Regions from separate parts of the Mus musculus genome. Here all the other regions are linked to region 1. The links are chromatin contacts, called in public Hi-C and HiChIP or PLAC-seq maps. All regions are on one chromosome and are shown on one strand. Each heading gives the region's core, a stretch centred on a gene start, on an enhancer-like site or on the middle of the called end of the contact. The rest is flanking DNA. Distances are from core to core; before and after follow the strand shown. Region 1 holds the start of Pbx1 (pre B cell leukemia homeobox 1). Region 2 has its middle 110 kb from the start of Mir6354. Region 3 has its middle 280 kb from the start of Gm51671. Region 4 has its middle 55 kb from the start of Gm34320. Region 5 overlaps Pbx1 (pre B cell leukemia homeobox 1).

Region 1 (4,327 bases), core at 755-3,254:
GTGGCCATTAGATTTTTTTTTTTTAAATCCTTCCTAACTGAGTTGGGCCTTGGGCAAGCTGTTAGTGGCTTTGCCACTTAACCTGTGTTTTCATTTTGAAAGAGGACTTGCTGTAAAAAATCCTAAAGTGGAGAACTATGTATACCTGGTGGTGGTTCAGTTAAGGAAGTCCCAGTTTCATAATTATGTTTCTTCATACCCTGCCCTACTGAAATACAAATGAAGCCACCAGTTTCCATTTCAATTTAGGAGTACTCTTAGTGATCCTGGAAGAGGCATGGGGTAGAAAATATGGTTGGTATTTGTTCCCACCCCTTTATAAAGGACCACACATAGGCGCCTCTGTCCTGTGAGAACAGCAAGTCAAATAAGAGACAATAAAGTTAAACTAAAAATCGGAGTCTCTTAAAACTAACAAACAGCCCTCAAAAGCAAAATTGTCTTTCCTTTCTTCCCATTTCCTTTTTCTAAAAACAGAATGGAGTGATGGCAAGGTATTTTCTTAGTATCTGACATCTACTAACACAGAGCTACCTTGCTTTTTGTGTTTGTTTGTTTGTTTATTTTGAGTGGGGAGTGAGGAAAAAAAGACCAAATAATTATTATTATTATTATTATTATTATTACGGAAGGGTAAGTGAAGAAGAAAAAAAAATCAAACTTGCTGAATTAGCTTAGGAGTCAGCGGGATCTGCAAATAAAGTGTTCTTGGGACATTTTTTTTTATTTTGTCATGTTCCGAAGTCCCTCAACTACCGAAGGCATGGAATGCGGCTCGGAACTTGACAATTCTGCCTCCTTCATACACTTTTTTAAAGCTGTAAAAAAGTGCCGAGGGCCGCTTTCGGATTAGTTGGCAGTATTTTCGGCGTGGCTGCGTGTTTTTGTGCATTCATACAAATACCTCTAACAGACACACTCGCACAACATCTATCTACACACAGCCATATCTCAGCACGGGCGATCACACTTTCGATAACAACGCTTCTTTAAATTTTACTCCTCCGCCATAGAGTTGTTTGTCAAAATGAGAAAAGAAACAACATTTTAGAAGAAAGCGCTGTGGTGATTCGGTTCCCATTGTTTCCCCCTGCGAGAGGGAGGGAAAAAAAAAAAAACAAGAAAGGCAAAGAAAAGCCTCCATCTCACCTGGCCTGCGCTTCATCCAAACTCTGGTCTGTGATGGTCATAATTTGCTGTAAAATGTCCCCGATGTCCTGCTTCCTCCCGCCCTCCCCCTCGGTCCCTCCGGCCCCATCCTGCAAGTGCTGGGACAGGCCGGGGTGTCCGGCCATCCCGACCCCAGCGTGGGAATGCATCAGCCTCGGCTGCTCGTCCATCTCTGAAGGCTCCGGCAGCCCCGGCTCTTCCTCTTCGGCTCCTCGGATCGGCGCCTGGGAAGCACCGAGGCTTTTTATCCTTCAAGCTGTCTTCAAATCCTTTTCAGGATAAACAGGGACCAGGGTTTTAAAAAAAGAAGAAGAAGACCAAAAGGGGAAAAAAAAAATCTCTTTGCCTCTTTAGAGGATGGTGGGAGGATGGGGAGGGGGAGGGGGGCGTGAAGGGGTTGCGGGGTGAGGGTGGGGATAAGGGCTGGTGGGGAAGGGTGTTGACTCCAAAAAAGCAAGAAAAATAAACCACCTTCCCACTTGGCGAAAAGAAATCAGAGCCGCCTTTGGGTTTTTCAGTCCGATCTCCTTTGCAAGGCAGAAATGGGCTCCCGGCGCTTAAATCTGTGGCTTAATCCTTTTGCAAATATGCATTGATCGGGAGAAAGGAGAGGAAGGCAGGGGGATTGCAATGCAAACTTTCCCCCCCACCCCCCGCTGCCCCCCACCCCCACTCCGGGCCAGAGTGATCTCAAAGGGGGTGGGCTGTAGCAGAAGCCAGATCACCCCCAGCCGTGGCGGCAGGCAAAGCCCAAGCTCTTTCCTCCTCCGTGTCTCTGCAAACTCCAGCAGCCCCGTCAGCCTCCTGCTTTTGTTTAGCCCAGGCTCAGGACTCCAGAAACATATACAGAAAAACCACAGCCTGAGAGGAGGAGGAGGAGGAGGAGGAGAAGGAGGAGGAGGAGGTGGAGGAGGAGAAGGAGGAGGAGGAGGAGAAGGAGGAGGAGGAGGAGAAGGAGGAGAGGGGAGGGGGCCGAGGGAAGGGGGGAGGGAGCGGAGAGGCCAGGAGGCGGGGGTCAGAGGAGGGAGGAGGGCTCTTGAGCCCCGCCCCCTTCTATGATTGGCTAGTCCTGAAAGTGGGCTCCTCCTCCCCCTACTTTCCACCCAGCGTCTCCTCCTCGGCCTCCTTCAGCTCCTCCTAGCCCGGGAGTCTTGTCAATCAGAGTTCAGAGGTGGGCCGGGAAGGAGGCGGAGCTATGACCCAGTCTCCAGTTCTTAAAGGCGCAGAGAGACCTTAGCTTCAGCTCTTGTCTGCTTCTCTTAGGCTCCGTCCTTGAGGGAAACGTGGCTCCACTTAAACGCAAGACTGTAAAATTAACACGAAAGCACACAGACGGTGTGGATCCCTCCGCCCCACCCCTCGTTCGTCTACGCGGTGACGCTGCGGTAGTAAACTTGATTCTCTGAAATCCTTAGACCTCAGGGAAACTGTTGAAAGCAAAACTTTGTTATATGACGTAGTTAGTAAATAAAATCGGGCTGCTAAGATAATGAATAATAGATCAAAGTCTAGGTAGTGGATAATTTGCAAATCCTCAACTCTATGCCAGCAAAGAGAATATAAATTGTCATTTTTGTGGCATAAACAGTAGCTGAAGTGTGGACTTTGAGGAATAAAACTCGAGAAAAATACTAATAAATAAGTTTACCAAAAAAACCGAATTCAACATTTCTCTTCCCCCTGAGGGAAGTTGGTTATTTGGCTTAAACACTTAATAAGGGATTGCATTATCACAGTCTGGTTCTAGTTTTTAATATAGTCTAATAAGCATTAATAACAGGGAGAAGAAGGAAACTGACATTTATTGAATGCCTACTATGCACAAAGTAATTTACTTGAGTTATTGTATTTAATCCCCAAGACATCTCTGTGAATTATGGATTATTATTCTCATTTCACAGAGAGGAAACTCAAAAAGGTTAAAGAATTTGTTCAAAGTCCATAGTTATAAAGTATCAAAGCTAGAATTCATACCCAAGTTTGGGTGGATTCTTAGCAGGCCTCACACTTAACAGCTCCATGTGAATGTGGTAAAAGTTACTTGCATGTCTGTTGCTTGTCTAGCTTGCAAACAGACTTAAGACTTAGAAGAACAGATCTTAAAACAAGAAGGCTGGGATTAGAAGTAAAAGGAAGTAAATGAATTAAGAGAAGCCAATAAGGAGTTAGAGCCGGGGTAAATCCACACATTTACCTTTATTTTCCTTTATTCCAACCAACAGTAGAACCTGATTGGGCACTTGGTCTGAATACCCATAAGATAAAATAACACTCTCGTCATTTAGAAAAATTCTGGACTTCTTGGGACTATTCTTCTGTGTAGCCATCAACCCTTTTCTGGCGTAGATATAGTGCCAAAGGAGCCACTGCCAGCCTCAGTGGCACCAATCAGCAGAATGGGAAGCAGCCACCTAGCCAAGCACTTGGAGATCCTCAAATAGAATTTTATCTTTTTCATCAATCATTATGCAAACATTTGGCAAGATAAGGGGCCCTGAGGGAAGCACTTCAAAGCAGCTCTTAGCATGCTCATTGGCACCACTGGTAAAAGGGCATGCAATAATGCGTATTAACTGTACTGACAAATCCATATTACTTAATAAAAATGGCTTTATTCACACACATATCTCAACTTGTAAACTCTTGGTTTAATCAACACTTATCAGAAGTTGAGTAAAACTATGTACTTAAGTCACATGTCAATCTCGGCCCATGTGGGCCAAGACATAAATCCCTTGTCTCTTACAACATGAGGTAGGAGCAGAGCCTATAAAGAAATCAGTTTTGAAGCAATTGGTTCTGAGTCGTGAATCTCATAAAGTGTTGCCAGGTCAAGTATTAAGAGAGGTATCAGTAATACCATAAGATCATTATCATTGAGGCTCAATTTTGCTATGGGAATTAAGGATGTGTACAATATTAATAGAACAAATAACTAATATTTATTGCTTACCATGGTATTTTTCCTGTTCAAGGTACTTAGGTCACTACAACTCATTGGTCTCAATTCTTATGCTTTAAACTGTGACTCTATACTGTTGCCCAAATAAATTACAATATAAATAATCGGTACACTAGAAAAAGCACACACTGCAGAAGAGATGAAAGAAAGTGAAGATCCACTTAGAGTAAGCGCAAGTGGGCTTTGAGGCAGTTT
Region 2 (4,327 bases), core at 989-3,488, 480 kb after region 1:
CCCAGGGAGCCTTCTGACAGTCATCCAATTATTTACCCACCCAACATTTAGGGAATGTTTTATGACATAGCTTTGATGTGCATGATATTGGGCAAGGTAACAGGAAATCATCGAGAATCAGTCACAGATTCCTTCTGCCTTATGCTTGGGGAACACAGAGATAGAATGAATTGGATAAAGGATGGTTCTGGTCCTATCTTCGGGATAGTGTGTGACTTCAGCATACTTGAGTTTCTTCACTGCCTGGACCTAATCCTGGTGATTTAAACCCTTGTCTTTAGGAATGTGCCTGAGTACTCATATTCTTTCAAATTAGTTGAACCTAATATACTGAAGGCCAGGATTCAAAGTGATGCATATACTAGGGGTTTATAGTGGTCTAATGTACTAAATCTAAGTTTCTGTTTCCTAAATGATATCCAAGGTTATAGTGACTAAGCCAAACTAATGTGGTAGCATTTCAATAGTGTAATAGATGAGGATATTGTAATTTAATTTCAGGTAATAAGAAAAATTCAAACTACAAAATAAATATAAATGTAATATCACAAAATACAAAACCTAATACTTTACCTGGATACAAATTTACCTGTAAAAGTTAAGGAATCCTAATCTTAAAATAGAAATACAACATACATTAATGATAACAATGAGAAATTAAGCATAAGGGCCTAAAGATTTTTCCCCCTAAAATATTGAAGTATCTTAGAGAGTCCTTACTGTAAATGAAGGAATCTTACCTTCATAAGTACACAGTAACTGCCTTTCCTTTTTCTTCTCTGACTCTACCGATTATATGGGAATCACCAGTTGCTTGGTATTATAAGCTAAAGAAATAATCACCTGAAAATAATAGCAAATGGAAATGAAAACAGTTAGGCAAGATTATAAAATAGAAAACACTTGGTGTCTTTTTCACAGACAATTCAGAAGTCTCTGTAAGAAGAACCATATATCTAAACATATCTATCTATATCCATATCTATCTATCTCTAGCTCTATAATCTTCTGAAAATTGTCATTAAGTGACTGATTCTCTTACTCTAGCTTTATAAGAAATAGCTGGAAAACAGAAAAAGAACTATGGTGACAGATTACATACAAATATACAATGTGGGGTGTGAGTGTGTGTGTGTGTGTTTGTATGGCTTAACTAGTCTGGCTGACCAGGGAGCCCAAAAGATTTGCCTTACTTCTCTCTCATCTTTTTTTTAATGTAATAATGGGGATCTGAACCAAGACTTTATGCTTATATGGCAAAATCTTTACAAACTGAGCCATCTCTTACATCCTATTTGCCTTTTGAGGTCTGTTTTTATTTTCATTAAATTTTACTTTAAATTTAGCTGGATTTATTTCTAAAGCACCAAGTTAGAATTATGTTTCTATTAATATACCTATCCAATCAACTCTTGGTTTCCTACAGAAGTGTAACACACCCCAGACCAGTGTCAGGGCCTGGGATGAGTAGTGGATTAGGTGAGCCTGGATCATTTGTTTATCTCCTATGGACTTAGCTGATTCATTTAAGGAGAAAGTGAATGCAAGAACTCAAAGGGACTCAAGAACATTAATTGAAATGGCCTATGTTTTAGGGTTTTAGACTACTTTGAACATATTCCAAATAATTAGAATCAATGTAAAACTCAAGCTCCAGATCCAGAGGTAAGATAAGGGACTAGAAACGGACAACCTATAGTCCTTGTCACAGTATGCATACTACAGCATCATTACATCTGCCACTGCTAGACAAATAAATCAAGAAATGAACACCCCCACACACACCCACCCTTAGGCCACACAGGAAGTATAAGGAATAAAATGTCTCTGTGGAAGAGAAATAATGAACCCTTCAATATTCAGGTTGAAAAATAAAATTGCTTCCCAAAATGACAGACTTCAATCCAAGCCACCGAAGCTCCCTGTGGGTGTGAATGAAGAAGGAAATGGCTACTCGGCAACTGTGAGCGCAAAAGAGGAGCAGAGTAGCGGAGAGCTGCTTTGTGAGTCAGTTCACGTCTGGCAACATCTGGTTGTGTCTCATCACATTGCAAATTTATGGCCGTGGAGACAACATGTTGATGTTGATGATCCTTTACGGAGAGAAGTCTGAGCTGTGAGCTCCTGACCAGGGCAGTGAGGATGCTTCGCAAAAAGAAACACGAACCATCCAAGTCTGACCAGGGCAGTGGCAGGGGCTCTGGTTGTTTTCTCTCATCTGCCAACTCTCTGGCTTGGGTCAAACAGACAAAGGCTAGGGTTGCTGACCCTTCCTAGACAATGTCATGGATGAATACCGAATAAAGAGGACTCACTGACAAAGGAGCAGAAGGTCAAAAAAGGAAGGCCTGACTTTCCCCAGGAGAAACCCACTAAGATGTAGCAATGGCCATAATGCTGAGAAATCAAGAAATGAAGCCTACCTATTGGAAGCCAAGACTGGAATATTAATTAAGATTTAAAATGGAGCACCCATCAAGTTACAGAGCAATTTTTTCTCATTTGCGTTTGGGCACGTGGTAACTTTCACTTCTCGTGGCAGCCGGGCTACAAGATGACCTATGTTCCAACTCCTATCATAATCTTTTCACACACAAAAAGGGAAAAGAGAGACACTTTCCACAAATGACACTTGAATAAAAATTTAGTATTTTAAATTGACACACCCCACCCCACACTGAACATCAAGTTTGGCTTGAAAATCAATATAAGTGAAGGATGACTTTATTTCTGTGGATTATAACATTTAAAAAGTCTTATTTTTGACAGTGTTTGTAAAGAATGATTATTTCTGTAGATCTCTCTCTCTTGCACACACATATATGCACATTCACACAAAACAAACATACTTTGCAAGAATGAAAATTCCATTTTTTGAGCCAAAAAAAAATCACACAACATGAACTGTGGCGTTGAGGATATTTCTTTCTGGAGTGAGTTATGAAGCCTTGGGGGTCCTAGTACTGTCATTTTCTAGGCTGTGGTGGGATCAGGTCTACATATTGATAAGGAGATGTGGTACAGGAGAAGCAGAAAACCTAGCATTCCTAGAATGATATAGTCTCACCTATAGTAGAAAGAGTAAGGTGGGAGGAAATGAACGGGGCAGGGTGTGTCTTTTTCATGATTTACATGCATTGTCATCCCTACGTAAGCAAACACATAACAAAACCATGTAGAAGAGAATTCACAGTAAAACATCCAATTGGTGGCAAGAGGTCACTGGGCAGAAATACACACACACACTAAGAAAATGAAGAAGTTTGCATGCTATTACTTTTTCATCTGACCAACATAGTCCCTTCATCTTAGTATTAATCTTGGAAATTGTATTCATTAGAAGAAATTAGAAGACAGCAGGTTTACTTTCTTCAAAAAGTAATCCATGTGAATTAGACAAACTGCCACCCCTGACTCATTTTCTCAGATGGTCTTCACTGGTAAGCTGAGGTAACACACTTCCCTTTGAAAACAGTTAATAAGCCAACAATATCTATATTAGTCACTTGTACTTGTTGCCATGACAAACTATCATGGCTCAAACCAAATAAGAGAAGACTTTATTTTGGCTTAAAGTTCCATGAGGCTCAGTGATCATAATGGGAGGAAGAGAGCCATGAGAGTAGAAACAGGAGGCTGAGAGATCACAGTTCACCTGCACAGGAAACAGACAGAGAAGAAGAAGGGTGAGGCTATAAACCCCCGAAAACCCACCCACAGTGATGCACATTTTCTGAAAGCTCCACCCCCTAAAGGTTCCATTAGTTCCCCAAACAGTACAATTACTGGGGTCTAACTGTTCAAATATGGAAGACAGTTCCCATTGAAACCAAGAGAATATCTAATATTAGTTACATGCAAACGACTCAATTTAACCAAGGGGGAAATGAGAGATAAAGATATTTTTATTTGAAGAGTTCTATGAGAAAACATTTATTTTTGATAGAGTAAACTGTATAGAGTATTTGCCCATTTAAAAGGGAAAAATAAACAACAGAAGTCCTTAAAAATATGACTTCACTGTGCAAGGGAAACAGATAAAGGAAAGGAAAGGGAAAGAAAAATGAAAGAAAAAAGAAGGGAGAAACAAGGAAAAGCAAAAGGCAACACAGGCTAAAGGAAAGGGGATGAAAAGAAAGAACTTTTTTCTGGAAATGAATACCTTGTTAGTGGTTAAAATTTACAATAAATGTTCAAAATAGAGTCAAGGCTATGAAATATGAATTGGTAAAATAGTATGAAAGAAAAGAGCGAAGAGCTGTAAGTTCTGAAATGGTGTCTATCTGAATGAGAAAGGAAAGCCCATGTCTACTACCCACTTTGTTTT
Region 3 (4,327 bases), core at 1,309-3,808, 370 kb before region 1:
AAATTCTATGTGATCATGATCCTAAAAATACATTTCTTTCATAAGATATTTCCTCAGAGCTCCAGAATTCAGTTCCAATTCCATTCAACATCTTCACTATTTAAGCTCTCAAATATCGAAACTTTATGCATTCAGAATAGATCTCAGACTTTATGTATTCCAAATAGAACTCTTTCGAGCTTATACCTTCTGCTTCAAAATGCACATACCTTCTGCACACTTGAGCATATGATCTCGGGTGGTGTCTGTATGCTACCCTCTATATGCAGGTGAGGAAGATGTCTTAGGCTGGAGAAAGAAATAGTGGGGAAAATTAGCTGTACACAAGATGCCCAGGCTGTACTATGGACTCACCAAATACGAAGTGATGTAAAATAATTAAAAAAACTAGAACCAGAAAGAACCAAAATGATTCAATAAAACTTAAACAGCATCTGCAAACAACACTAAGTAAGAAGAGTTTAAAAGTATCCAGCACTCAGCAATGTAAAATTTATGTCTGTTATGCAGTAAAAATGATCAAGCATACAAAAAGGCAAAAAAAAAAAATAAAAAATCATGGCGTGTTTGATTTTAATAACTGAATAATATTCCATTGTGGATATGTACCACATTTTCTTTGTCCATTTTCTGGTTGAGGGACATCTAGACTATTCCCAGTTTCTGTCTATTATGAACAAAGCTGTTATGAACATAGTTGAGCAAGTGTCTTTATGGGATGGTGGAGCATCTTTTGGGTATATGCCCTTATGGCAGTATAGCTGCGTCTTCATGTAGAACTATTTCCAATTTTCTGAGAAACTGCCAGATTGATTTCCAGAGTGGTTGTACAAGTTTGCAACCCTACCAGCAATGGAGGAGTGTTTCCCTATCTCCGTATCCTTGCCAGCATGTGCTGTCCCTTGAATTTTTTATCTTAGTCATTCTAGTTGGTGTAAGGTGGAACCTCAGGGTTGTTTTGATTTACATTTTCCTGGTGACTAAGGACTTTGAACATTTCTTTAAGTGCTTCCCTGCCATTCAAGATTACTCTGTTGAGAATTCTGTTTATCTCTATACTCCAGTTTTAAATTGGGTTATTTGGGCTGTTGGTGTCAAACTTCTTGAGTTCTTTATAAATTTTGGATATTAGCCCTTTGTCAGATGTAGGATCGGTGAAGATCCTTTCCCAGTCTCTAGGCTGCCATTTTATCCTCTTGACAGTGTTCTTGGTCTTAGAGAAGCAATTCAGTTTCATAAGGTCCCATTTATCAATTGTTGATCTTAGAGCCTGAGCCATTGGTGTTCTGTTCAGGAAGTTGTCTTCTGTACCAATGAGTTCAAGCCTATTCCCCACTTTCTGTTCTATTAGATTTAGTGCATCTGGTTTTATGTTGAGTTCTTCAATCCACTTGGACTAGAGTTTTGTGCTGGATGATAGATATGGATCTATTGCATTTTTCTAGAAGCAGACATACAGTTAGACCAGCATCATTCCATTCTGAGTGAGATAACACAGACCCAAAAGGACATGCATGGCACTCACTTATAAGTAGATATTAGCCATAAAATACAGAATGCACATGACACACTCTAGAGACCCAAAGAAGCTAAACAAAGAAAAGGCCCAAGCACCCAAGTGAGGATTCTTGAATCTCACATAGAAAGGGGAAATAAAATAATTTGTAGGAGGCAGATGGAGGGAGAGAACTGGGTGGGAAAGGGGATGGGGAGGAAAATAGGCAGGTGGTTCAGGATCAGGGGTGGAGAGACAGGGGAGATTACCAGAAGGTCAGAAGAATGAATGGAAATCAGCAATTTATGGGGGTGGGTGTGGCATCTCAAGGATGTTTAGGTGTGAAAATATATACTATGTTTTAATGTTTGTTCATCTTAAGAATTACACAGGGTTGGTGGGATGGCTCAGTAGGCAAAGGTTCTTGCTGCCAAGCCAGGCAATTTGAGTTCAATTGCTGAGACATGGTGGAAAGTAGGGACGGACTCTTGAGTAAGTTGTCCTTTAACCTTCACATGTGCACACACAAACACATGTGCATACACATACACATGTGGGCACACACACAGCTATACACCCACAATTTTATCATGGATGAGATGCTCTTAAGATTGTCTAAAGTATGAAAGTAGACATGAGTTTAAGTAAGTTAAGATTTCTGTGAGTTGATAATTACTAAAGACAGATGAAGCACACTGTACAGTTTGTTATTCTATTTTGTGAATATGCTTGAATTTTTCATACTAATTTGTTTTTTATAGGTTTTGGCCATTGGAGGGTTTTTTGTTGTTGCTGTTTGTTTGTTTGTTTTGAATAGCTTAGTGAACAACACTTTAAATTTTGGATGACATAGAGAACATTGAAGGTTATATTAAAATTCTTCAATGAAATGCACCAGTTCCCAGGGCAGAAATGGCATCTGGATGCAGCAGCGAGACCCACTTGTTTAGACCCCAGGATAGAAATTACAGTGTTTGTTTAAACCCAAACTGAACAAACCCGACACTGTGAGAAAGCACAGACTTCCTTACCCACATTGTTGGCAGAAGCCCCTGCCTCAGCGGGTGCGCACATCTAGATTCTTGGATGTTCATCAGGACCAGATTGAGTCTTTAGGGCTTCACCCATCACCAAGCAGAAGGATATTCATGCTTTCCTCATCACATATGGCACTGGAGATTAAGGCTTCCTGGTGAACATCTTAGCCTTTGGCAGTTGTGGAGAGCACACATCATTTGCTTAAGGCCAGTGGGTGGGTCCAGCTTAAATCCCCCAGTAAGCTTCCCTTTCCTATACAAGAAATGCCAGGCTTCCAAGCTATGTGGTTCTTGGCATGAAAGAGCTCCAGAAACCTTCCCCTCTCCGCAGCATGCCCCTGCAGTCAGTTACCCAGCCTCTTACTACGAGTGCAAACCTTCAAGGGGACTGAAGAGATGGCTCAGTGTGGTAAAGTACTTGCAGAGCAAGCAGGAGGCCTGGAACTCAGACCCCCAGACTCCACACGAACAACAGGCAGGTTTGGTGTCCTGCTTGTTTTCCTGTACTTCATAGGCAGAGATGCAGAGAAAGGCAAGCCAGGAGCAAGCTGAGTTGCTAAACTACCTGAAGTGTGATCCCTGAGTTCAGTGAGAGACTCTGCCTCCATTTATAGAGCAACTGAAAAAAAACACCCAACATCAAACTTCAGCCTTCTCACAAGCATGCACACTGCATACCTGCACACTCATTCAATTATGTATACGAGGGCATGCATATACACAGTTACATACCACACATTTGTGCGCCTGCACACACACACACAAACACACACACATCTCTGCTGAGACATCAATAGTAATACAAAAACATGGGCAGCTGCACTTAGGAGTTGTACTCAGAATCTCACAGGAGAATAAAGGCAAAGGCAACTTAAATTATGTTTTTAATATCTCCTGATGTTGTCCTACTATTTAGAAAAGATCCTAAATTTACATATTAATCACTTGAGGAAAAGGCAAATCTACCACCATTATCCCATTTCCCTATCAATCACAGAAATGCAACTCCATCTCCCATCGTTCCAGCACACTAGAACCCCCACTGCCTCTATCTTTCACTCTTCATCCCTACCTCCTTCCTGAAGTTGGACTGCTAAGCCCCTACTCTTACAAGAAGCCCAGATCCTGTTGGAGTAAACTTGATACAAAAAGAAAATAATTTAGCCCAGATTAGACTTGAACTCTCACTCTGCCTCTCCCTAGTTCTTGGATAGCCTTTAAATTTTTCCATTTCCTGTGTACTGTGTGTCAGGATACCCACAACTCAGAATAAGAGAAGGGAATGAGTGAGATCACATGTAAAAAGACTGGTACAATAGCTGATGTACTAATATTGCTCTGTAGCTTTTCACTTCCAAATCCAAATCTTATAGCCTGTTTTTTGGTTTTTGTTTTTGTTTTTTCCTTTTTCTTTAACAATGAAGATGAGCCCTTTAAACACTTCTCTACGGCCAGCAAACACAATGTTTTGTCAGTAGAGGATGCTAGAAGAACACAGTTAGAGGGTGGGATTTTTCCCCTTGGTTCCTTTGTGCTCTCTGGCAGTCTCTTTACCATACACAGCTCCCGGAAAGTGCTCAGCTCCTGCTGTGCAAATGTCTTTCCTAGGGCAAGGTTACTGCGGGGTGTACAATCACCCTAGCACCCAGTTTCCAAAGAGTGCATGACCTCCACAGTGCTGCAAGCCTACAGCATAAACAGCTTCTCCAATGCCCACCTCCCGCAGCAGGGAGAAGTTATCCTGAGCCTAACTCCTGCAGTGAACAGATTCTCCAATGTCCTACTTCTGCAGTAG
Region 4 (4,327 bases), core at 976-3,475, 350 kb after region 1:
GTGCTGGAGATATGATGACAGAGACAATAGGTAGCAGAAAACCAGGAATCAAAGAGACTTCCAGAAGCTAGACAAGGCGAGATAAGAGCTGCTGCCCTACTGCCCGAAGTAGAAACAGCACCATCTGACAGACAGGCTGAATTGAGTCCAGTAAACAGATTTTTAGCTTCTGGTTTCCAGAACTGTAAATGAATATATTTTGTTAAGGTACCATACTTGCGGCAATTTATTACAATGTAACAGGAAACTGCTGTCCTACACAAATGCATTTAGAAGAAGAATGGATAGCTGTTTGGGGTTGGAATAGATATAGCATCCTGGCATCCATTTATCTACCTACTGGGAGGAATGTTTTCTGATCGTTTTTATGTAGCAGTTATTTCCAGGGCCAAATGACATTTTTTTTTCCAAATGAGATTTTAATCCTCTCCTCTTTGCCAGTGAATATGCAGTTCATTATAGAAGTAATAAAGACACGATCCAAAGAGAAAAGCAGAGTAAAGGCCAGGTTTGAGAAGTTTGGAGAAACCACATAGCCACAGCAGCAATTTGAAGAATGCACTCTCCCAGAAACAGTCAGGATTGAGAATAGGATTAGAGTATGTTCAAAAGATAAGCAACGGGCCACAAATCAAGGAATCTGGAGAAAGAGAAGCAGATGTGGTATAGTCTATGTGATGCAAAAGGTAGGAGGATAGAGAGCAAGTAAGAAGTAGACGGCTCTGCCCCATCCCAACACCGAGAAAAACGAGAAGTACCAAAGATGCTTGCTCACTCACTCACCTAGCTATAGTACTAGCTGGAGAGGGACTGGTACTTTTAACGCCATTTTCAACGAGTGCCCACTTACCTTTGCTGTCCAGATGGAACTCTAACTTACAGAACATGCCAAGGTGCGTTCTACTGAAGTGGCTTACACAAACTAACTGAGATTCAGCTAATACCCCTGTGGCAATTCATATTGTGCAGAGTAGGGAGGTCAACTAGAATAGTCTACGCTTTAGATATGGGTTGCAGGAAGCCTGACTCTCCCTGCTTATGCTACATGCTGTATAACCCATAAGCACAGAAATGACTGAAAAAGAAGAGGGGGTTATATCTTCTGAGTGGAATATTCCCTTTTGTAATATTGACAAAATCTACTAACATGATTTTTTTCTATTTTTATTTTTATTTTTTGGGAGGAGGGGTCAGGTTCTCACTATATAGCCCTAAGCTGACCTGGAACTCTCTCTGTAGACCAAAGTGTCCTCAGATTCATAGATCTACCTACCTCTCCTTCCTGCATGCTGGGATTAATGGTGTATGTTACCATGCCAGGGTACATCCTGATTTTTCATGGAGAATTCTCCAGTTTTTTGACTCTGTATTTATTCTACTTAACCAAGAATGCTGAGACAAAAACCCTGTCAACATGAACCCTACGCTCTAGGAGACCAGAAACCTGGGTCTCTGAGTAATTTTACTAGGTCAGTGCCCTATATTTGACTCCTCCACGTGCTGACTCCCTATGCTGTGGCCTGTCAGGCTTTCTACAGATGCTTGTAAATAATTTTTCATCTGTACAGCAGACAAAACCACCAAAAAATCTTTTGTAAGCTGGTGAAGCTCATTTTTTTTTTGAGTCTTCCCAGTCTATCTTGACAAGGACAGCGTCTGACCTGCAAGATGGATTCTGACAGAGTCTGTCGGCAGAGCTCAGAGGCACAGGACCAGGGACCCCCACAACTATGGAGCACAGAGACCTAAAGAGACACTGCCTCCTCATAAGGACCAGGAGACACTGCAGGAAGAAGCTGGAACTTTGCCCGTGAACCTAATGTGGTTGTGGGTATCTGTAAGCTAAGGAGGAGAAGTGTCCCAGGACGTGGAAGAGTCCCTGTTAAACTTCAGTGGATGCTGCTGGCTGAGAGAAAATCATGAGAGTGTCTGAGTCTGTGAGACACAGGGAAAGGGGAATGTGTATGATTACAGCACAATTCTATTAAGAAAAAAAAAGTCGGGCCTGTTGTACTGAAGGGTTAAACTCCCTGAGGACTTTGCTTGGCCTTGACTGCCCACATCCCAGCCTCCCCCGCCACTTCCTCACATTTCTGAGATGTCCCTTGTGCCGAATTCTTATTCAACTTCAAACTGACAAACTGTTTTTAATCTTTTCCTTCCATCCAGCCTGGAGATTGGGAAGCAAAAATCAATACCAGTTGGCAGGTGATCAAGCTGCCTCAGACTGGTGTGAGAAGAACACAGAGTCTGAGTGCAAGAGGACAGGGGGAGGGATGGAAGGGGGGCAGGCTGGGGTGGGGGTGGGGGGCTGCTGAATGGAAAGGAGTTTGACTAAGTACCATGAATTACTGGCTGGAGGTCCAAAGGGCCCCGTGATTTCTATGGCCTTGAGCAGGGGACCTTGGGAATGCCATTAGAACAATTAGGTCCTGAGCACACAGATGTTGAGGTGCCTTTAGAGAAAGAAGAGAAGGAAGGGTTTTCCTGAAGCTTGAGTGGAAGAGAGGAAGGGAAGAAGGAAGTTGGGAGGAAAAGCTGCAGGAGGACTCAGTCTTTCTGTAGCATCCTTCAAGTAGAGGCTTGACAACACCACCACACCACAAGGCTGATGGCTCCTTTTAAAGACAAGATAAACATTGGCCTAACTTAGTTTTCAAAATTGTGCTAAGACTCTCTGGAATGGGATCACAGGGGAGACTGTAACAGGAAACCTTCAAGAGGAAGCCACCTGACCCATCTTTGCTCCTTTTGCAGTTACCATTTAGCATCTCAGGATCAGCCTGTGGCTGTGAGATCTGAACTGGTGCTTTATAATACCTTAACCTTGCTTCTAGTACAATCCATAATGGCAGAACATTGTATGTGCATCTGTATGTGTACAGTGTGTGTGTGTGTGTGTGTGTGTGCAGTGTGTGTGTGTGTGCATGCATGCATACGTGTGATAGCTTGAGAACATGTCTATGGATACTATATATGTGCATATGCATGTGTATGTATATGATTACATGTATGGAGTATGTATGGTCAACATTGGATATGCTTTCTCAGAAGCCACCTGCCTAGTCACTAAGACCTGGGGTCGTCTGCTTTTGGTAGGCAGGTAGTCAGGGATTCCCCCATGTCTCTTGTCTTCTTAGATCTGGGACTGCAGGTGCATAGCATATACCCAGATTTTTATTTGAGTGCAGGGGATCAAACTCAGGCCCTCATGTTTACACAGCAAGAACTGAGTTTACTCCCCCCCCCATCCCCACCCCACCTCCTGCATCTTTAGAATTTGCTTTGATTCAGGGAGAACACACTGGGGTAAAATCACCTAGAAACCCTAGATGATCTAACAGAGTAAGCTTCAAACTGGAAATTTTGAGGTTTCCATTTCCATTTCTTCTTCTGATTTAAAATTACTCTTTACTTTGCAACCCTTAAAGAACTAAGGATCCTAGCCTAATGATAATGTTGCAGCTTTTTAAAGGCTTCAACTCAAGCCAGGATGCTCCTTTAAATTTTGACAAGATAGGTTTCTCTGATAAGGAGTGGCAGCCACACTTACCCATGGATATAAGGATAAGACCTAGAAAGTAGTAAGGGCTGTTCTAACCATGTGGCTGTAGTAGATTATTTTCCAAGGTCCATGACATCATTAGCCTTCAGAAGCTTGCTAAGTTTCCAGTCAAAGTATTATTTCCTTCCTGTTGAGTGGATAAATCTAATTAGACAACCATTGGTTGCCACAAGATGTGAGTGATATTTATTTTCCTGTATATCTTGCCATGCAGGTAATTTTGGTTCATATACACTTTCTATAAACAACAGTACCCAATAAAGGATAATACAAAGAAAGAAACACACAGAAATAGACTAAGTTGTCACATACCTTCTAGGCCATGGGTCTGGGACTGAGTATGGTGGTCAAGGACTGTCTATTTATGAAGCAAGGAACAACAACAACAAAAAATTGAATCACATCCTAAGAGAAAACTGGACCCAGCCTCACTATTTGAACGTAGGGAAATGAATGCAGCACCTAGTCGTGTCTCATTAAAAAAAAAAAAGTCTAACCAATTTTTATCATCCTTATGATCACCACCACCACCTGATTATTTTTTTGATCAGCATTGCCATCATAATCACCTGCTGCCCAGGTCTTGGTTCTGTATCAGAAAGAGGATACAGGTCTAGAAAAGCATCAGATAGCACAGAGCTAAAGGGCCATGTTTAAACCTCATCATTTTAATATTCTGTACTGATGACTAGATGCACCATGAAACAACAGAAGATAGAAGCACTGAGTTGATAAATTCATACCTGGGTAGACCAGAATCCC
Region 5 (4,327 bases), core at 1,174-3,673, 260 kb before region 1:
GGCTTCTTCAAGATGCACTATCATGCATTTCTCTAGATTGGACTCCACTGACCTTCTGACCTTCTACCCTGACCTTGAACCATGCCCAGCTTTTCAGATCTCCATGGGAACACTGTCTTTTTTCATTCTATCTTGTGTGCCACTTACTAGAGATACAAGATACAGGGATAGATAGAAAAATGAAGGAGAAAAAAATCTAGTTTCTAGTATCAAGGATTTTATAGTTTTATGGAAAATAGACATTTGTTTATATATTATATATATATTAGATTGTCCTAAGTGCCAGGTCAGAATAGTATATAAGAATGTCATAGACACTCTGGACTGTCAGTCTGAAGGTGAATAGAACACAGAGAAGTAAAGGAGTGGAGTAAAGAGGTTTCCAAACAGAAAGAGAACTCTAGCCAAAGGCTCTGTGGAATCCAAACGTGGCCAGGGGGCAGGTGTTGGAAATAAGGCTTCGGACACAGGAAACTTGATCGCTGGACTTGAAGAGTCCATGGAGATCTTGCTTTGACATTTCTCCTTAGTGAGGGGGTAAATAATACAAGAAGGCACTTGAAGGCGAGGGACCTGTCTAACGCAGCAGCTTCTCAGAGAAGCACCTTTGTTACATGAATGAAGAACTGGTGCTTTGAAAGCTGCGCCAGTATCCTGACCCTAGGAAGATGGGGCCCTGGTTGCAAAACTATGTGGGATAGGTCATTTGGTTACCCTGGACGACAAATACATATTGGCATCGACACAGAGATCAATGAGAACTCATTCTAACTCCTCAGGAGAGGACACTAAATTGACCAAACTTAGTCCCCATCATGGGATAATACTCTGAGTGCTTCAGACAAGGGGCACAGGGGCTAGGTGACAATGTACAGTCATCATTTAGAGTTGGCACTCAGGGGTGACCTGCTTTGCTGTTCCCTAGTGAGCACCTTTTATCCTACCTTCATCTATCATGAAGACCTGGAATTAATAGTGCTACATAAGGCACGGAAGACAGAGGCTGAAGCCAGCTGTAGTACTCTGAGGCTCGCACAGAATGTGCGACACTGTACTGTTTCAGGCGTAGGATTGCTTTCTCACCCCTATTAAAAGTACAAGTAAAACTATTGTACAAAATGTTTCTATGCCACATAGCTGCACAGGGCTCCTGAGTCGAACTATATAGTAAGCAGAGGGTTAAAACTGAAAAGTCAGTTCTTATTTAACTTTCCAAAGATTATCCTGATCTTCTGGCAAAGAAAAATAAGCTCAGCTTGATTCAGCCAAATAGAGATGTTTTGGTGAAGAGAATTCTATTTATAGCTGAATAAACATCCTTTATCCTCAGAGGTGCACAAACCAACACACACACACACACACACACACACACACACACACACACACACACACACACACACATCAATACAGCAGTCAAAAAAAAAACCAACCCATATACACTTTTGACATTTCCTCATGTTTAAGTTTTAAGTGCCACAGTTTCAGAAATTACTCATGACATTCAAAGAACCTCCCCTGTCCCCACACATATCAATACAGCAGTCAAAAATCATATATTTGTTCCACAGTTCCTGAAGTTCGAGGGCCACTAAAATAGGTTTAGAAATTACTCATGACAGCCTAAGACTTCACACATACACACATAAATACCAGGCACAGGCACAGGCATACACACACACACACACACACACACACACACACACAGCTATAATGGAAAGCAATAGGTATAGTATGTAAGAAAATGTTTACTGATATAGCCAAATCTAGGTAAGTCAAGCAAAACATACATTTTTAAAACTCTTGGGATAAATGATCCAACTGGCTGATCCCACATTGAACTGAATTCTTCATTTCATTTTCATAACCTTTGATTTTGCTTGGCTTTGGCTGCCAAGTGTATCATTGACTCAGGGTACACACAGATATAATGTACACATTGCTGTGATGATGGTGGCTAAGCTGGGAACACACACAGCCTGGACTGTGAACGTGCCCTGGCCCTGTAAATCTTGAGGCTATTTACTGTCACGCAGGAAGCTAAACCTCTTACACTTTTCTGACCATCCAAGAGACAGCAATTACCCCAGATTATCAGACCAACAATGACATGCCGCGTAAAGAGAGACACTGAGCCAACTCCACATCCCAAAGACTGGCATATTCAAGTACACTTAGGACATTAATAGCAATTTACGTGCCATCACTGAGACAAAGCCACAAAGGCTTCGCTGGCAGCCTCTTATTTTGAAGCCTATTATTTGTGGGAGTTACAGGCTATAATCACAACAGAAACTTTCAAAACCCTTATCTTCTGTGACGCACCAAATCTATTTCAGAGCCGTAATTGCTATGTCACTGGAGAGTCTGCTGCTTAATGCACTCAAATGCCATTTAGTGTTTGCAGGGTCATTACAGCTAACAGAGGGGTGGGGGCGGGATATAGTGGGAACCCGAGGGGGAAGAAGCAGGCAGACAGTGTGGAGGGACATTAGGCACTATTGTGCCCAATGCACTTACAGTGGATGTTGTTGTCGTTATAAGAAAATTCCGCTTACTGTTGAAATGAGAGTGAGGGCTTGGGATAGTCTATGGACTCAACAATTTAAAGTTCAGCAGCTTTATTCAGTCGATAGTCCATGGATGCTGGAAGGTACCTACTTGTATTCTGAGGTTCGCATCTAAGCATAAAATGGTCGAGCTTCTTAAATCACATCCCCCCGCCACCCCCTTTAGTTAATTACAGCAATTTCTGCAGTGGAAATTTTCCAGCTGTCCTGATGGATGAGGAATCTGCCTTGGCCTTTCTAGATGCTGTACTATGGAAAGAGAAGGCAAACGGTCTGCATTCAGGAGTCTAGAAAAGTGTGCCGCTTACTGATGGTCAAAGAATACGTATGGCAGCTGATCTAGAAACAGACATAAGAAAAGCTGCAAGTCTCTCAAAGGAGCACTTCCTTGACCCCAGTCTAGCAAAGGTCATAACAAAAAGGGTCCTTAAACATATGCAGCGTCTATTTCTTCAACCAGGTTATGAACTACGCAAGGAAAGACTTAATTTATTTGACTTAGTCAAGTAGGTATAAGGTATATCTTCAAAGAAATATCCTTGAAGATACTTAACCTATATTTAATAACCTATCTTTAGGTTCCTTTGAATAATTTTTAAGTTCCATCTTACAATACTGAGTAGATTTTATTTAAAAAAAAACAACAGGTCAGACATACTGAAGATGTCAAGTTACCTCAGACCTCTGGGAGTCAAGTGTTCTACTCAGCTTTTCTCTCTCAAGATCCCAAAGAGACCGAAAAAGACATAGTGACTCATTCTGAACCTGCCTCTTTCATTTGGAAACACAACTTTATCCCTGAAGTGTTAGCTAAGTTTGGAAGTTAGTATCCTTACAGTATGGAAGTCCTTTGAAGTTGGTGAGGGATAAAAAATGAACATGAAAAAAAAATCCAACATCACCACTAATTTAAAAAAAAAAGTAGAAATTAAAGCAAAACAGTTCACAAAATCTGAAATGCTGTCGGGCATTATTATTGAGGGTGTGGGGGAAATTCTAGTTATAAACTGCTAGTAGGAACTACAACATAATAGAACTTTCCAGAAGTAAAGTTTACAATACATTATTACAAAGGCCTTAGACATGTTCCTATCCTTTGATGTCACCATTTTTTTTCTAGAAATTTATCCAAGGAAATAACAGAAAACATGTGTTGTATTTTCTAAACCAGGAAGCCTACTGCTGCGTTATTAATAATACTAAAAAATTATGGACCTGCCCTGTAACATGCTCCTACGCAACTATTTAAAGTTATGTTTGAGAAGGATGTTTAATAATATGGAAAAGTATGCATAACATATTTTTGGGAAAATAAGTAGGCTACAAAATAACAGGTAACTCTTGTACACCCACATAAAAACATACACACAAAGTACCGGCAGACCGAAGTGCTGAAAGTAAGTGGTAATTTTATTCTGGGTTATTTTTTTGTTTTCTCTAATTTTCAGTACTAACTATTCATTTGTCGTCAAAAAGAATAAAGAAGAAAAAGAAAAAAAATACATTGGAGATTTAAACAAAGCGTATAAAGGAAAATCTACACCCCCAAGTAGATCTCTGGTATGTGGCCAGAGCCTGGGGATGAGAAGAGATCAGATTGTGACCAACCTGGAAGAGACTGCGTGAATGGGGGGCGGGGGGGCTGGCTTCCAAGGAAAGTGCTACCAAGTCATTTCTGAGTTCTTTTAAAAAAAATATTTACCTATGAAAACTTAGACTTAGAGAAAATCCCTTCCTTTGAAAAATAACTTCAAACACAG

What was found. A called contact is a pair of places that touch in the nucleus more often than the background predicts. HiChIP or PLAC-seq counts read pairs in DNA pulled down with a chosen protein or histone mark.
Region 2: a contact with region 1 is called in an H3K27ac HiChIP or PLAC-seq map of SST interneurons, with 5 times the contacts expected there. The contact joins the enhancer-like site here to the promoter of Pbx1 in region 1. A contact is called at or near these places in 6 of 39 promoter capture datasets (the 3T3-L1 cell line, 3T3-L1-derived adipocytes, cranial neural crest and 2 more), 2 of 484 Hi-C or Micro-C datasets (embryonic fibroblasts and neural progenitor cells), 6 of 115 datasets of contacts at active chromatin or transcription factors (SST interneurons, astrocytes, embryonic basal ganglia and 3 more) and 1 of 9 other capture datasets (embryonic tail).
Region 3: a contact with region 1 is called in a Hi-C map of cortical neurons, with 2.8 times the contacts expected there. The contact joins the enhancer-like site here to the promoter of Pbx1 in region 1. A contact is called at or near these places in 1 of 39 promoter capture datasets (hippocampal neurons), 8 of 484 Hi-C or Micro-C datasets (cortical neurons and uterus), 5 of 115 datasets of contacts at active chromatin or transcription factors (astrocytes, embryonic basal ganglia, embryonic forebrain and 2 more) and 1 of 9 other capture datasets (liver).
Region 4: a contact with region 1 is called in an HNF4G HiChIP or PLAC-seq map of pancreatic cancer cells. The contact joins the enhancer-like site here to the promoter of Pbx1 in region 1. A contact is called at or near these places in 7 of 39 promoter capture datasets (the 3T3-L1 cell line, hippocampal neurons, liver and 2 more) and 3 of 115 datasets of contacts at active chromatin or transcription factors (craniofacial prominence, embryonic limb bud and pancreatic cancer cells).
Region 5: a contact with region 1 is called in an H3K4me3 HiChIP or PLAC-seq map of embryonic basal ganglia, with 2.5 times the contacts expected there. The contact joins the enhancer-like site here to the promoter of Pbx1 in region 1. A contact is called at or near these places in 2 of 39 promoter capture datasets (hippocampal neurons and liver), 3 of 115 datasets of contacts at active chromatin or transcription factors (embryonic basal ganglia, embryonic forebrain and heart atrium) and 1 of 9 other capture datasets (adipose tissue).

The regions. Positions count from the first base shown.
Region 1 is chr1:168,430,165-168,434,491 of GRCm38.p6, forward strand. Pbx1 (pre B cell leukemia homeobox 1) reads right to left here and starts at 2,005. Exons shown (of 9, transcript NM_183355.3): 1 at 1,150-2,005. The coding sequence starts at 1,340.
Region 2 is chr1:168,909,468-168,913,794 of GRCm38.p6, forward strand. No RefSeq gene overlaps it. Among named protein-coding and RNA genes, the nearest start is that of Mir6354, 110 kb to the right of the region's middle. Within about 2 kb of position 2,239, at least 3 of the 459 cell types and tissues checked have an H3K27ac peak or open chromatin away from gene starts, as enhancers often do. A contact at or near this core is called in SST interneurons, where this site is marked.
Region 3 is chr1:168,061,648-168,065,974 of GRCm38.p6, forward strand. No RefSeq gene overlaps it. Among named protein-coding and RNA genes, the nearest start is that of Gm51671, 280 kb to the right of the region's middle. Within about 2 kb of position 2,559, at least 5 of the 459 cell types and tissues checked have an H3K27ac peak or open chromatin away from gene starts, as enhancers often do. A contact at or near this core is called in cortical neurons, where this site is marked.
Region 4 is chr1:168,784,771-168,789,097 of GRCm38.p6, forward strand. No RefSeq gene overlaps it. Among named protein-coding and RNA genes, the nearest start is that of Gm34320, 55 kb to the left of the region's middle. Within about 2 kb of position 2,226, at least 11 of the 459 cell types and tissues checked have an H3K27ac peak or open chromatin away from gene starts, as enhancers often do. A contact at or near this core is called in pancreatic cancer cells, where this site is marked.
Region 5 is chr1:168,167,253-168,171,579 of GRCm38.p6, forward strand. All of the region lies in intron 8 of Pbx1 (pre B cell leukemia homeobox 1), which reads right to left. Among named protein-coding and RNA genes, the nearest start is that of Gm51671, 180 kb to the right of the region's middle. Within about 2 kb of position 2,424, at least 18 of the 459 cell types and tissues checked have an H3K27ac peak or open chromatin away from gene starts, as enhancers often do. A contact at or near this core is called in embryonic basal ganglia, where this site is marked.